Regions from separate parts of the Cyprinus carpio genome. Here region 1 is linked to region 2. A link is a contact called in public Hi-C data. All regions are on one chromosome and are shown on one strand. The core of a region is the stretch at or near the end of the contact, and the rest is flanking DNA. Distances in the headings are between cores, read along the strand shown.

Region 1 (6,798 bases), core at 84-2,583, 72 kb before region 2:
TGAGAACTTGGAGTAGTTGTAGTTGTTATAAAACTGACACCCTTCACAGCTGTTCTCTTATCTTAAGAAAAAACAGTTTTTTGGACAGAAGCATATTGCCAAATATTGAAATAAACAACAACTGCTTTTTAAATGATTTTAAAACACTCATTATTTGTAGACAGTAATGCTTGTAGAGTAAAATAAAATAATAATAATAAAACAAAAAAAAAAATTTGGGTGTGTGTGTTGTTCATGCATGGATATACAAACTTCAGGACTGGGATTTTATTGTAATCTAAGAAATGAAGAAGGTCCTGCTTCAAACTGTTTTCTTAAATGTTGTCGCAGTTAAAACGTACTTTCTCCAAACATAAAATAATAGGCAGACCAAATGAAAACAGCTGTATGATCATTATGACATTGTCCGATCTCCAAACAGGAACACAGAAATCAGCCTCTTGTAGGATGTTCTCGCTGCTTGCTCTCCAAACGAGCATAATCTTAAACATTCTCAGTAAACAGTCACTATACATCAACCAAACTTGATCTCCATCCTCCTGCAGGTCCATCTCTTTTCACTGCCAGTAGTACTGAGCAACAAACAACTGTCCAATCCCAACAGGTCCTTTGATTCATTCAGTCTGTTTCCATGGCTCCACTGTGGGACTCTTTGGAGACCATTAATCTCATCAGCTTCCCATGCAGTTTCTCGATCTTCTTTACATCTTGGGCCTGGTCAGTTTTGTACTGTAAACACTAAAAGAAAACATAGTCAAAACAACGTGACCTACACAAGACCACAGACAAAACCGTATATTTGCAGGAGCTCAAAACTTACCACAGCATCATCTGTGACTTTCAGACATAGATTTCCATCACAGTGTCGATATTTCAGAACCACTCTTACCTGAAAAAATAACATTAACAAAACAGTTACGTACATTCAAGTACAGTACACGTTCAGTTAAGTACATTTCAGGGCTTATACAGCAGCCTTTCTCTGCCCGACAGTTGCATTTAGACGCAATATATACATGACATCATATATTTTACGCACAGACGACATATCAAATTTACTCTAAAACACATTTCCAAAAATTTGAATAAGTTGCTTTTGACTGTAAAATATGTGAACATGAGCTGTGCCTGTAGCCAGCAGCCTCAGACTAAGAGGTTGTTTATCAGTTACCTTCATCGGATCCGTCAAATAAAGCTTTTCTGCCGCTCGCGCAAACTCTTCCCACGTCTGATAATAAGGCATGATGTCATAAACCGTAAATAAAGGGTATCTTATTAAATATTTTAACGGCGTAGCAAAATACAGCTGTTTGAAGCAAAACCCAGGTGGCATAAAATATGGCCACCTTCAGTCGTAGAAAAATGCACTCTGATTGGTCGGCAGCTGAACTGGCAAATAGAAAACATGCACACTGATGCGTACACACTACGTAGTCTACGTGTCGGATTTGAGGCTCGTGATTGGTTCATAGGAATAGAATGCGCGTGTGGAACTGTGGAATGACCAGCGTTAAATGGGTAGAAAAACGGGCGGAGCTTGTCACGTGGTACTTGTTTCATTTCGCGGCGCTGGGTGGATCAATCATAGTATTTGTGATGACTGTATTTAAAATCATTTTTATAGTAATTGCTAAATCGGAGTTCAGTAGTTATGTTAGTTACATGTCCCTTAGAATAACAGATAAACTATTACACGTGCTATTCATGCGCCCTCTGCCTAGAGGAATATATAAGAACTGTCATACATTTTATAATATTTATCTTTAAAACTGAGCGTAGTTGTTTTGCACAACATTATGTTTTCTTTTTTAGAATTTATTTGAAACGACACGTGAGTTCAAAGAGATGTACATTGTACTTAGAATGCATAAATTCTAAATAGCAATGACATACAGTTGTGGGACGGATAAAACTATACACGGGTCCTGAGACTAAAGCACGAGAATGTTTTGTTCAAATATGCATGTGTACTAAACTGTATAAGAAAGTACCGGTAGATGGCAGTGTAGGCTTTTTTTTAAAGGTGCAATTTACACAAATTTTGAAATTGTATTCAAAATAATATCCCTTTCATTTTGCATTCAGTCATATACCCAAGCCACATATACAGTAGGTAAAGAAAAGAACCAGGCACCTTTAAAATAGTCAAATTTTTTTGCTTTGCAGTCTGAAATGAAGACAGACATGGTTTTTGTTTTATTCAGCTGTATTTACTCAGTGGAACTTATATCATCCAAGTGAAAGATATAACACCAACATGTTAGGAAAAAAAAGAGTTGGAAAGAGGATCACCCGCTTGTGTCAGTATTTTGTTGAACCACCTTTTGCTTTAAATACAGCTTTTAGTCTGTTGGGAAATGTCTCTAACTCTGCACATCTAGACTTTGCAATATTTGCCCACTCTTCTTTGCAGAACTGCTCAAGTTCAGTTAAATTTGATGGTGACCGTTTGTGGACCGCCGTCTTTAAGTCATTCCACAGATTTTCAGTGGGGTTTAAGTCTGGGCTCCGACTAGGCCATGCAAGGACATTCAACTTTTTCTCCTTCATCCACTGTGTCGTCAGTTTTGCTGTGTGCTTTGGGCCAATGTCATGTTGGAAAGGAAACCTTCTTCAAATTGACAACTTTCTGGCAGAGGGCAGCAGATTTTCCTCAAGAATTTGATGGTATTTTGCCCCATTCATTTTTCCATTTTATCCTGATAAGTGCTCCAGTCACTGCTGCAGAAAAACATCCCATAACAGGATATTACCACCTCCATGCTTTACTGGAATGGTGTTATTTGGATGCTGAGCTGTATTGGATTTCTGTCAGACATATCATTTGTGTTGAGGCCAAATAATTAAATTTTAGTCTCATCTGCCTCAGAATCTTCAAGGTGTGTTTTGACAAAGCTCAGTCATGACTGCATGTGGTCTTTCTTGAGGAGTGGATTTTTTCTTGCAACCTTCACAGACAAGCCACATTTGTGGAGAATTTATGATATTGTTGTCACATGCACACCACTCTTTGTCATAAATTCCTGCAACTCTTGGTATTCTCTCTGACCAGTTTCCTCCTGGCTCTTTCATCTAGTTTGGAGCGACGTCCTGATCCAGGGAGGATCTGTGTTGTACCAAATACCTTCCACTTCTTAATAACAGACTTCTCTGTGCTTCTAGGCATTGATAAAACCTTTGATTTTTTTTTTAGAAATCCATCTCCTGGCTTGTGCCTGTCCACAACTTTATTCCGGAGATCTTGCCACCCATAGTTGATCGTTTGCTTCAGTTGCACCACCAAGGAATGAAATGCTCCAGGAAAGCTCTTTTCATGCTCTTTTTCAGCTAATCAAAATGACCACTGATGATCACAGTTGAAAGTCAAATTTCTTTCTGTGCCATTGAGACAGAGATTAGCTACAACTGATTGAGTTTACAAATCATTTTTTAGGAGGGAGATGATCCCTTTTCTAACTCAGTGATTCTGTTTATTTTTTTTCTTCTGACATGTTGGTGTTATATGTTTCACTTGGATGTTATTATGAGTAAATAGAGTTGGAAAATGGTGTCCATCTTCATTTCAGGCTGCAAAGCCTTCAAAATGTGATTATTTTAAAGGGGGTGATTATTTTCTATACCCACTGTATATAAATACATACAGTTCGTATTTATCCATATACAGGTGCATCTCAATAAATTAGAATGTTGTGGAAAAGTTCATTTAATTCAGTAATTCAACTCAAATTGTGAAACTGCACACAGACTGAAGTAGTTTAAGTCTTTGGTTCTTTTAATTGTGATGATTTTGGCTCACATTTAACAAAAACCAACCAATCTCAACAAATTAGAATACTTCATAAGACCAATAAAAAAAAAAACATTTTTAGTGAATTGTTGGCTTTCTGGAAAGTATGTTCATTTATTGTACATGTACTCAATACTTGGTAGGGGCTCCTTTTGCTTTAATTACTTTCTCATTTCGGCGTGGCATGGAGGTGATCCGTTTGTGGCACTGCTGAGGTGGTATGGAAGCCCAGGTTTCTTTGACAGTGGCCTTCAGCTCATCTGAATTTTTTTGGTCTCTTGTTTCTCATTTTCCTCTTGACAATACCCCATAGATTCACTATGGGGTTCAAGTCTGGTGAGTTTGTTGGCCAGTCAAGCACACTAACACCATGGTCTTTAACCAACTTTTGGTGCCTTTGGCAGTGTGGACAGGTGCCAAATCCTGTTGGAAAATGAAGTCAGCATCTTCAAAAAGCTGGTCAGCAGAAGGAAGCATGAAGTGCTCCAAAATTTCTTGGTAAACGGGTACAGTGACTTTGGTTTTCAGAAAACACAATGGACCAACACCAGCAGATGACATTGCACCCCAGATCACCACAGACTGTGGAAACTTAACACTGGACTTCAAGCAACTTGGGCTATGAGCGTCTCCACCCTTCCTCCAGACTCTAGGACCTTGGTTTCCAAATGAAATACAAAACTTGCTGTCATCTGAAAAGAGGACTTTGGACCACTGGGCAACAGTCCAGTTCTTCTTCTCCTTAGCCCAGGTACGACGCCTCTGATGTTGTCTGTGGTTCAGGAGTGGCTTAACAAGAGAAATACGACAACTGTAGCCAAATTCCTTGACACGTCTGTGTGTGGTGGTTCTTGATGCCTTGACCCAAGCCTCAGTCCATTCCTTGTGAAGTTCACTCAAATTCTTGAATCGATTTTGCTTGACAATCCTCATAAGGCTGCGGTTCTCTCCGGTTGTGCATCTTTTTCTTCTACACTTTTTCCTTCCACTCAACTTTCTGTTAACATACTTGGATACAGCACTCGGTGAACAGCCAGCTTCTTTGGCAATGAATGTTTGTGGCTTACCCTCCTTGTGAAGTGTGTCAATGATTGTCTTCTGGACAACTGTCAGATCAGCAGTCTTCCCCATGATTGTGTAGCCTAGTGAACCAAACTGAGAGACCATTTTGAAGGCTCAGGAAACCTTTGCAGGTGTTTTAAGTTGATTAGCTGATTGGCATTTTACCATATTCTAATTTGTTGAGGTTTTTGTTAAATGTGAGCCAAAATCATCACAATTAAAAGAACCAAAGACTTAAACTACTTCAGTCTGTGTGCACTAAATTTATTTAATACACAAGTTTCACAATTTGAGTTGAATTACTGAAATAAATGAACTATTCCTCAACATTCTAATTTATTGAGATGCACCTGTATATCCATATAAATACCGCAGTTCAGAATCGGAGATGCATGAGTGACAATGATAGTTGATCTAGTAGCTTACTGAGATGTGGAGGTTTAACCCTGCTCAAGTCACACTGTTCAAACACTTGTGATGAACCATCAGATCCCTTACTGCCATCAAAGCAAGCACACCATTAGTTCTTTTTATGGACAGGTGACAGTACACAGATCATAGTCAGATGACATACGCTTGTCAAGCATCTTAATATGGTGATAAAGCTTGAATGAATATTATCAAATATATAGTCTTTATTATTATTTTTATTATGTATTTAGTATTTTCGCTGGAAAAACTATGCATTGGTATTTATAATAGGCTACTAGATCTATATATGTTAATCTATATATGTTAATATTTAGCTAATACTGACTGCTCATTTGGATAAATTGATTTATTAATTTCCGATTTACTTACCAATAATGTTTGTGTTATACAAATATTACAAATCTGTCTAAATTAATAGACTGTAGGTCTAAATACTGACAAACTACCATATGGGGGCGTGGCCCGTACGTCTCTTGCGTGTTGACGTAGCCCACTAAAGCGCAGCGTCGCTGCTGTGACTGTAGAAGGGAATCCAGCGGCACATTGCCGCTATTAGAAGATCAGGAGCTTGCAAGATCAAACAGAAAATTGCGTTCTCACTTACATTTTTTTGTGCTGCAGCATCCACATAAGCGGTGCAATGCGGTAGATCATGTAGACCGAGTTCTTTTTTTTATTTACTTTCATTTTTATTTTTTTTACTTTGCGGGATACAAACTCTCTCTGGTCCTGCGGCGTTTCATTCATATCTTTTGTAATCAAGTGCGAACTTTGTAAACTCTCTGAAATTATATAACAACGAACATATTGCGTGGAAATCACCATGAGGTAAGAAAAATCTATTTTGATCTTAACCCACAGGGATTTAAGATTGATATATATATAGAGAGAGAGAAAGAGAGAGAGAGAGAGAGAGAGAGAGAGAGAGAGAAAGGGCTGAACATTTTGTACGCGTGCTGTTTGCGCACTGCCTATAAATAATTCATAAATAAACAGTTGTTTTAAATTCATCCCATTTATGATATAGATTGTCCTCGCAGTCTTGGAATTGATCGTATTGTAAACATTAATCGTTCAAATTAACAGCTAAATTGATCAGTTAGTAAAATCAGGTTGAGCTCTGCTCATACTTGCATTATAACCTACTTCATAAGGGGTGTGAGAAAAAGACGTGCATATGCATATACACGTGCTTTTCAGTTTGAACAATCATGTAAATAGGCAGTTGTTGCAATACAGCAATGCACTAAACTTGAGAGATGTTTAGAATGCATCATATAAGTGTAGTTGAGTTTATGTGACGACTTTGACACTACTGTTCATGTTATAAAGAAAATGAGCATAACAGTATTTTTACACACTGGGTTCATTTTATATGATGATGCCAGTTCTAATCAGTAATCCCCCCCCCCCCTTTATTATAGGATTAAAAATATTGTTTTTTTTGATATACACTAGACTGTTTGGTTGATTGAAGATTGGATTCATTGCATTACATTGTGTTGTAGGCATGTTCC
Region 2 (6,167 bases), core at 186-2,685:
TTTTATTTATTTATTTAATTTTATTTATTTTATTTTTTTTCCAGTAAAATTAGACAAAATACTCCACAAATAGGATTCCTAATAGAGTATTTTATAGTAGGGTAATGTAACGACTTGACATGTACCAATGTAATTGTTTTTCTATGCAATAAATAATTTTATGTTTTGTTTTGAAAAAAAAAAGATTTTTCTGTATCTTATTTTCCTGTATTTTCTATTGTATTATGACCAATGTTTTAAAAATCCAATGAAGTCATACTGCCTTTAGAATCTGTTGTAGTAAGTTGTTGGAAGACATTCTGAATCAGGCTGTGAACCGCCTACACTCTCTTCGCTACTGTTTCCTTGGTAACTGATGTCAGGAACGGAGACGCCAATAAATGGATCTGCTGCATGTTTATCATCTTTTAAGCCCTTATTCCATGTTCGAGAACGGGGTGTTTGAGGGGGGGAAGTAAGGAAATTTTGCATTGCTTGTAGTTTTTCCATTGCCCTTAATTAACGTAGATTCCAAACTGATATTGTTTTTGATCAAATGTCTGCTATTTGATCATTGTTTTTCTAATTTTTATATACAGTTCTTGACTTGCCGACTCTGTGTCAGGTTTAACTTCTTGACAGAATATTGGATGACCCTTTGACAAGTGTCTCTGGTTCTGTTCCAAAATATGAGAACAATCCCTGTCATGCTTCACTGTCATTACAGTGGAACAAAACCATACTTTTAAGTGACCACGTGTTTTGTTGAAAAGGATTATTACATAATTGCACTGGAATGTTGAAGAACTAGAGTGCTTGTTTACCTGACATGGTCAGAAAGTTCCGATACATATGAAAATCAAAAAAGGCCTACTAAAGTAAGCTCTTAGTGTAGCAGCCCAGGATGCTGAACCCCTCAACCCCGTATTTTGGCCCCTTCCAGTCTCTTGCCTGAGAGAGCAGGGCCCGCTTCTAATTTTAAGTGTTTGTGCTGCTCGTTATTTCAGAATGTTGTGATCTCCTATGCCAGGGAATGTATATGTGTCCAATAGGATTACGCACAAATAAAGCTCTCAACCGAAATGGTGCGAACTGAACTTGCAAACAGGTCTGGGGTGTCGTTCTTATTTAAGAAACAAGGAGCGCACACATTTGATCCCATAAATCCTTTTTTCCTGTTGGTCAAATGCCAGTTTGGTTTAAAGTGATGTTTGTTCTAGGTTTATTTTCAGCAGCTTCCGAAAACAAGAAGCCCTTGATATTATTATGACCTCTCCACCCCTGTAGGATCACTGGGATTGCACGGCAATTGCATCATGAAAAGTTAACCTCGCCTAACCCATATGTGTCATGGAAATTAAATATAGGCCTCTCATATCACATATCCATTTGACCCTATCTCTGTAGGGTGCTTGCACTAAATCCCTATTCAGGGATGACTTATGGATGGCTCCGGTATGGCTGCCATGGTCTTTTGGGGTAGTATATGATCACAGATATAAACAAGGCTTCCTCTGCTCTTTAATTACATCTCTGAGAGCTTGGCTCAGGCTCAGCAGGGATTTTGGGGGAAGTGGGACACGCTCTCAGCAATCCATGCCTCAACAGCATTTCATAATGGAGTGGCTCAGAATACATCCTCTGGGAAGCCAGGTACAAGAACAACTGTGAAACAAGGCTACTAAATTAAGCAGATATAGAGAACTCGGGCAGTAGACCAAGCATATGGAAGCTCCTTTCAGAAGATTTTCATAGTAGCCCTTGTGGATTCACTGATAGCTCTGTATAGTTTTATTCCCCCTCGACTAAACCCAGTTGCATTTGTTCTATCCATTTCAGATGTTCAAGAATCGACCCTTGTTAAGACACCTTACTTAGTTTCATATTAAATATAAAAAATAATAATTTGTGGTGCTAATTTGTAATGAATTTGCCAGCAATATAAATGCTGCATCTGTTGTGTCCGCCATATTTTCTTGCTAACATGCCCCCAACTCAAAAACAGGGTAAAGTACATTGTGTCACTATTTTAAGTGCCTAGACAGTGTTTTACTATATTTCTGGATATATTCGGTAAACTTCAGTAGAAAAGAGCCTGATAATAAGGCAGATGACAACAGTTGCTAGAGTAGGAGTGGTTTGTAATGTTTTTAAGGCAAGTGATGATGCAAATATTGTTCAGTATTTAATCAAATGTACATATGCAAATGCAGAATTTTATTAAATGAAAAATAAAATATTTGATACTGATCTTGTTTTGTATTTGTTTTGGATGGGTTTATAAATGTGAATGACCCAGTAGTTTAGAGAGTGTGTTGCAGTTACTTGATAATGATATTTTTTTGTTTGTATTATATTTGAATGACAGAACTGATGAGAGAGCAGGAGTGACTATCGATTCAGGTGTGACTGCATTCGTTGGAGCCTTAGGCATAAACTTGCTCTTCTAAATGGGTCTTGGATTGAGGTGTGGTTTTCCCATCTTGTTTTCTTCTTTGGAAACATGTGGAGGCATGATGTCACTGCACCTATGCTGGTATTTGTCATGGTGATGATGACACTCATGCTGAGTGGAAGGTGTGTCTGGCAAGTTCCCAGGAAATGACATCAGGTATGCCCATTGATACAAAAAGACATGTGGGAGAGCAGGATCATCTGTTTTAATGCAAACTTTGATGACAAGACCTTGATGATGTGTTGTTTATCATCTATCCAGTTTCCCATGACAGCTTTCTGATTTCACAAACTATTTTTAAAATTGTCTCATCATTCACTCCACAGCTTTTCCTCTTGCCATTAGAAATGCCCCTATACTGTTATAGCATGTTTGAAACAACTTGATTGTTAGTAATGACAGAATTAATTTTTGGTTAATGTTTCTTTGAAGTAAAATGATGAAAAACATGTTAAAGGGTTACTCCACCCCAAAATGAAAATTTTGTCATTAATCACTTACCCCCATGTTGTTCCAAACCTGTAAAGGCTTCGTTCATCTTCGGAACACAATTTAAGATATTTTGGATGAAAACCGGGAGGCTTGTGACTGTCCCATAGAATGCCAAATAAGTTACACTGTCAAGGTCCAGAAAAGTATGAAAGACATCGTCAGAAAAGTCCATCTGCCATCAGTTGTTCAGCCGTTACATTATGAAGTGATGAGAATACTCCATATCACCGTATGCTGCGTATGCTCTTCTGTATCAGCCACGCCACAAGGATGCGCTGTTTCTACATGTATTTAGCCTTGATTTGAAAGAAAACAGCGCCTTGTGGCGTGGCTGATACAGAAGAGCATACGCAGCATACAGTGATGTGGAGAGACAAGGATGAGATGTTTTTGAATAAGGAATTGTTGAATAAAGTCATTATTTTTGTTTTCTTTGCTTACAAAAAGTGTTCCTGTTGCTTCATAACGTTACGGTTGAACCACTGATGGCAGATGGAGTTTTCTGATGAAGTCTTTCATACTTTTCTGGACCTTGACAGTGTAATTTACTTGGCAGTCTATTGGACAGTCACAGCCCTCCCGGTTTTCATCCAAAATATTTTAAATTGTGTTCCGAAGACAAACAAAGCTTTTAAGGGTTTGGAACAACGTGGGGGTAAGTGATAAATGACAAAATTTTCATTTTGGGGTGGAGTATCCCTTTAAGGACAGTCTGGAAGAAGAACCTTACATGATGGCTCTTCATATTGTTAGGCTCTTTTGCTTTCATTCATGAATGCTCTCCAATTTGTCCAACCCCTCGTCTTCGAGTTAGGTCCATCTGTCCTTCTTCAGCGCCAGAGCTGCAAACAGCCCGTTTTTCTTCATTTACTGTCCCCGATGTCCACAGTCCAAATGTCTCTGGCTCTCTAATGTAATTACACACTGAAATTCTGGGCATGAGGATGTGCTGGATGCTGATTAAGCACAAGAGGACAGACAAGCAAATCTTTCATAAACCCTTACTTAGCAGAACATCTGCAGGCGAGCTGGTCTGGATGCTGAAGTTGGCACTTCTTACACCTCTTGTTACCCATTTGAGTGTGCTGCCCTCTAGTGTAGGATATGATGTACTGCGCTGCTTGTATTCCAGTGTCTGTCTCAGCATCTGTCTCAGTATCTGGAAGAAAGCAATTCATTTTTATTTGTCATCTATAAAAGCCTTTCTTATTGAATATGTCCCAAAGGCCCTTTAAGGCCATCTTGTTAATTCCCCCAACAGCCCGTTTATTTCAATAGGCAGAGACTAAAAAATTTGGGGACTGTAAGATTTTTTTTTTTAAATGTTCTTGAAATAAGTCTCTTATGCTCACCAAGACTGCATTACAGTAAAACAGTACTATTGTGAAGTAATTACAATTTAAACTAAATGTTTTTAATATATTTTAAAATGTATTTCATTCCTGTGGTGACAAAGCTGAATTGTCAGCAGCCATTACTCCAGTCTTCAGTGTCACATCATCCTTCAGAAATCAGTCTAATATGCTGATTTATTGCTAAATGTTGTGTTAAATGTTAAAATAATAATAATATTTATTATTATTATTATTGATCTAGACTTTTAAATTGTATTGTACATTGTACCAAAACCAAATCAGAATCTGATACTGGGGTGGTGTGGCAAACTTGTTAAAGGTCTTACCTGGAAATTGAAAAGTTGTAGGTTCACTGTGCACTCACGCATTACCTTCTACTCTCATATGTCCTCAGGCAGCTGCAAGAGCTCCAGCGTCAGAAGGAGCAAGAGAGGGAACGACTGGAGCGAGAGCGGCTAGAGCGGGAACGGCAGGAACGAGAGATGCTAGAACGGGAGCGTCAGGAACGGGAGCGTCTGGAGCGAGAACGTCTGGAGAGGGAACGTAACGAGCAGGAACGTCAGGAGCGCCTCGAGCGTGAGCGTCAAGAGCAGGAGCAGCTAGAGCGAGAACGCCAGGAACGGGAGCATGCCGAGCGGGAGCTGATGGAAAGAGAGCGTGCTGAGAGAGAGAAGCAAGAAAGGGAGCACCAAGAGCAGCTGGACAGAGAGCAGATGGACTGGGAGAGAGGGAGACGCATCTCCAACGCCGGTGAGCATCTTTATTTTCTCTTTTTAACGTCTTTTAATGGATAGAATTGACAGATAAGATGTAGACAAGACGGGCTGGAATCAAAAAATGAGTGAGATTTTAACACAAACTAACAATACAAGTGGCTTTTCTTCTGTCGTACACTATGCTTAGCATGCAAATGCCTGTGAAATGCTGTTAGTGTCAATCAGAAATCATTTCTTACAGTGTTGCAGTTATTATACCCTTGAAATTTCATTTTCAAAAACAATTTTTCCTTAAAGTTTACAATGCGTTCGGACTGGGTATGCACTGATGTTACAATTCTGGCTGATTTCTGTGCCGTGGCTAATAACCAATAAACAACGGTTTAAAAATCTGTACTATTTTGTCTAAAAAATAACTCGCCACATTCACAAAAAAACTAAAATCAGTGCTGTTCTTGTTGATGTTAAATCAGTGTTGCGATACTTGAGTGAATAAACAACAATATAATATGCAATATGAAATATGGATAAATATTAATTTGGGGATCTGATAAAGAAAAAAGTTTGTTTGAATAAAAAGGTAAATTGTGTATTATAAGATTGCAATGTTCTTAAAGGGTTAAATCTTTTGTGATCTAGACTTATCCCTCTAAGATTTAAGCATAATTTAACATCTAAAAATTGGCGGAAACAAGTGACCAAAAGTTAATATCCAATAATGGACATCACAGATAAAAATTAAATGAATAAATTCCACTGATATCCGATGTTGTGCATCTCTGGTTTGGATGTTTCCTTTTGTTGTTCTTGCTGTAAAAAACATTTTTAGTATGTACTTGGCCTCTAGTTCTACGTAAGGCTGTTGTTTATATAAAGGAAGGGTCAGTACCTACTTGCGTCTTAATATATCAATAGGCGATCTTCTCCTGACGTGTCCATCTGTCAGTATGTTGGAAGAGTCTGAATCAACAGCTTGAAAGATGACGAAACTCAAGGAGAGCTGCACACACTAACCACATTTCCCTCATGCTGTCCTGTGTACAGCCCACTAGGATTATGGGTTAACCTGCCAGAACTCGAGAATTTACAGTAGAGAGAGGCTATGGATCTTTAGCAATCATCAACACAAATGGGGGGGGGATTTAAAATAACATGCGCAGATGAATTGTT

The links. Hi-C and Micro-C count contacts between places; a contact is called where the count stands out from the background.
Region 1: a Hi-C map of skeletal muscle shows a contact between it and region 2, with 3 times the contacts expected there. The contact joins the promoter of LOC109080247 here to the enhancer-like site in region 2. A contact is called at or near these places in 5 of 8 Hi-C or Micro-C datasets (liver and skeletal muscle).

What each region holds. Positions count from the first base shown.
Region 1 is chrA20:19,702,414-19,709,211 of ASM1834038v1, reverse strand. It overlaps LOC109080247 (signal recognition particle 9 kDa protein-like), which reads right to left and starts at 1,333. Exons shown (of 3, transcript XM_019095333.2): 1 at 1,172-1,333; 2 at 821-889; 3 at 253-738. The coding sequence starts at 1,333. The coding sequence ends at 619.
Region 2 is chrA20:19,631,544-19,637,710 of ASM1834038v1, reverse strand. It overlaps LOC109080220 (protein enabled homolog), which reads left to right. Exons shown (of 15, transcript XM_042778022.1): 5 at 4,676-5,031. Among protein-coding and RNA genes, the nearest start is that of lbr, 19 kb to the right of the region's middle. Within about 2 kb of position 1,435, at least 1 of the 8 cell types and tissues checked has an H3K27ac peak or open chromatin away from gene starts, as enhancers often do. A contact at or near this core is called in skeletal muscle, where this site is marked.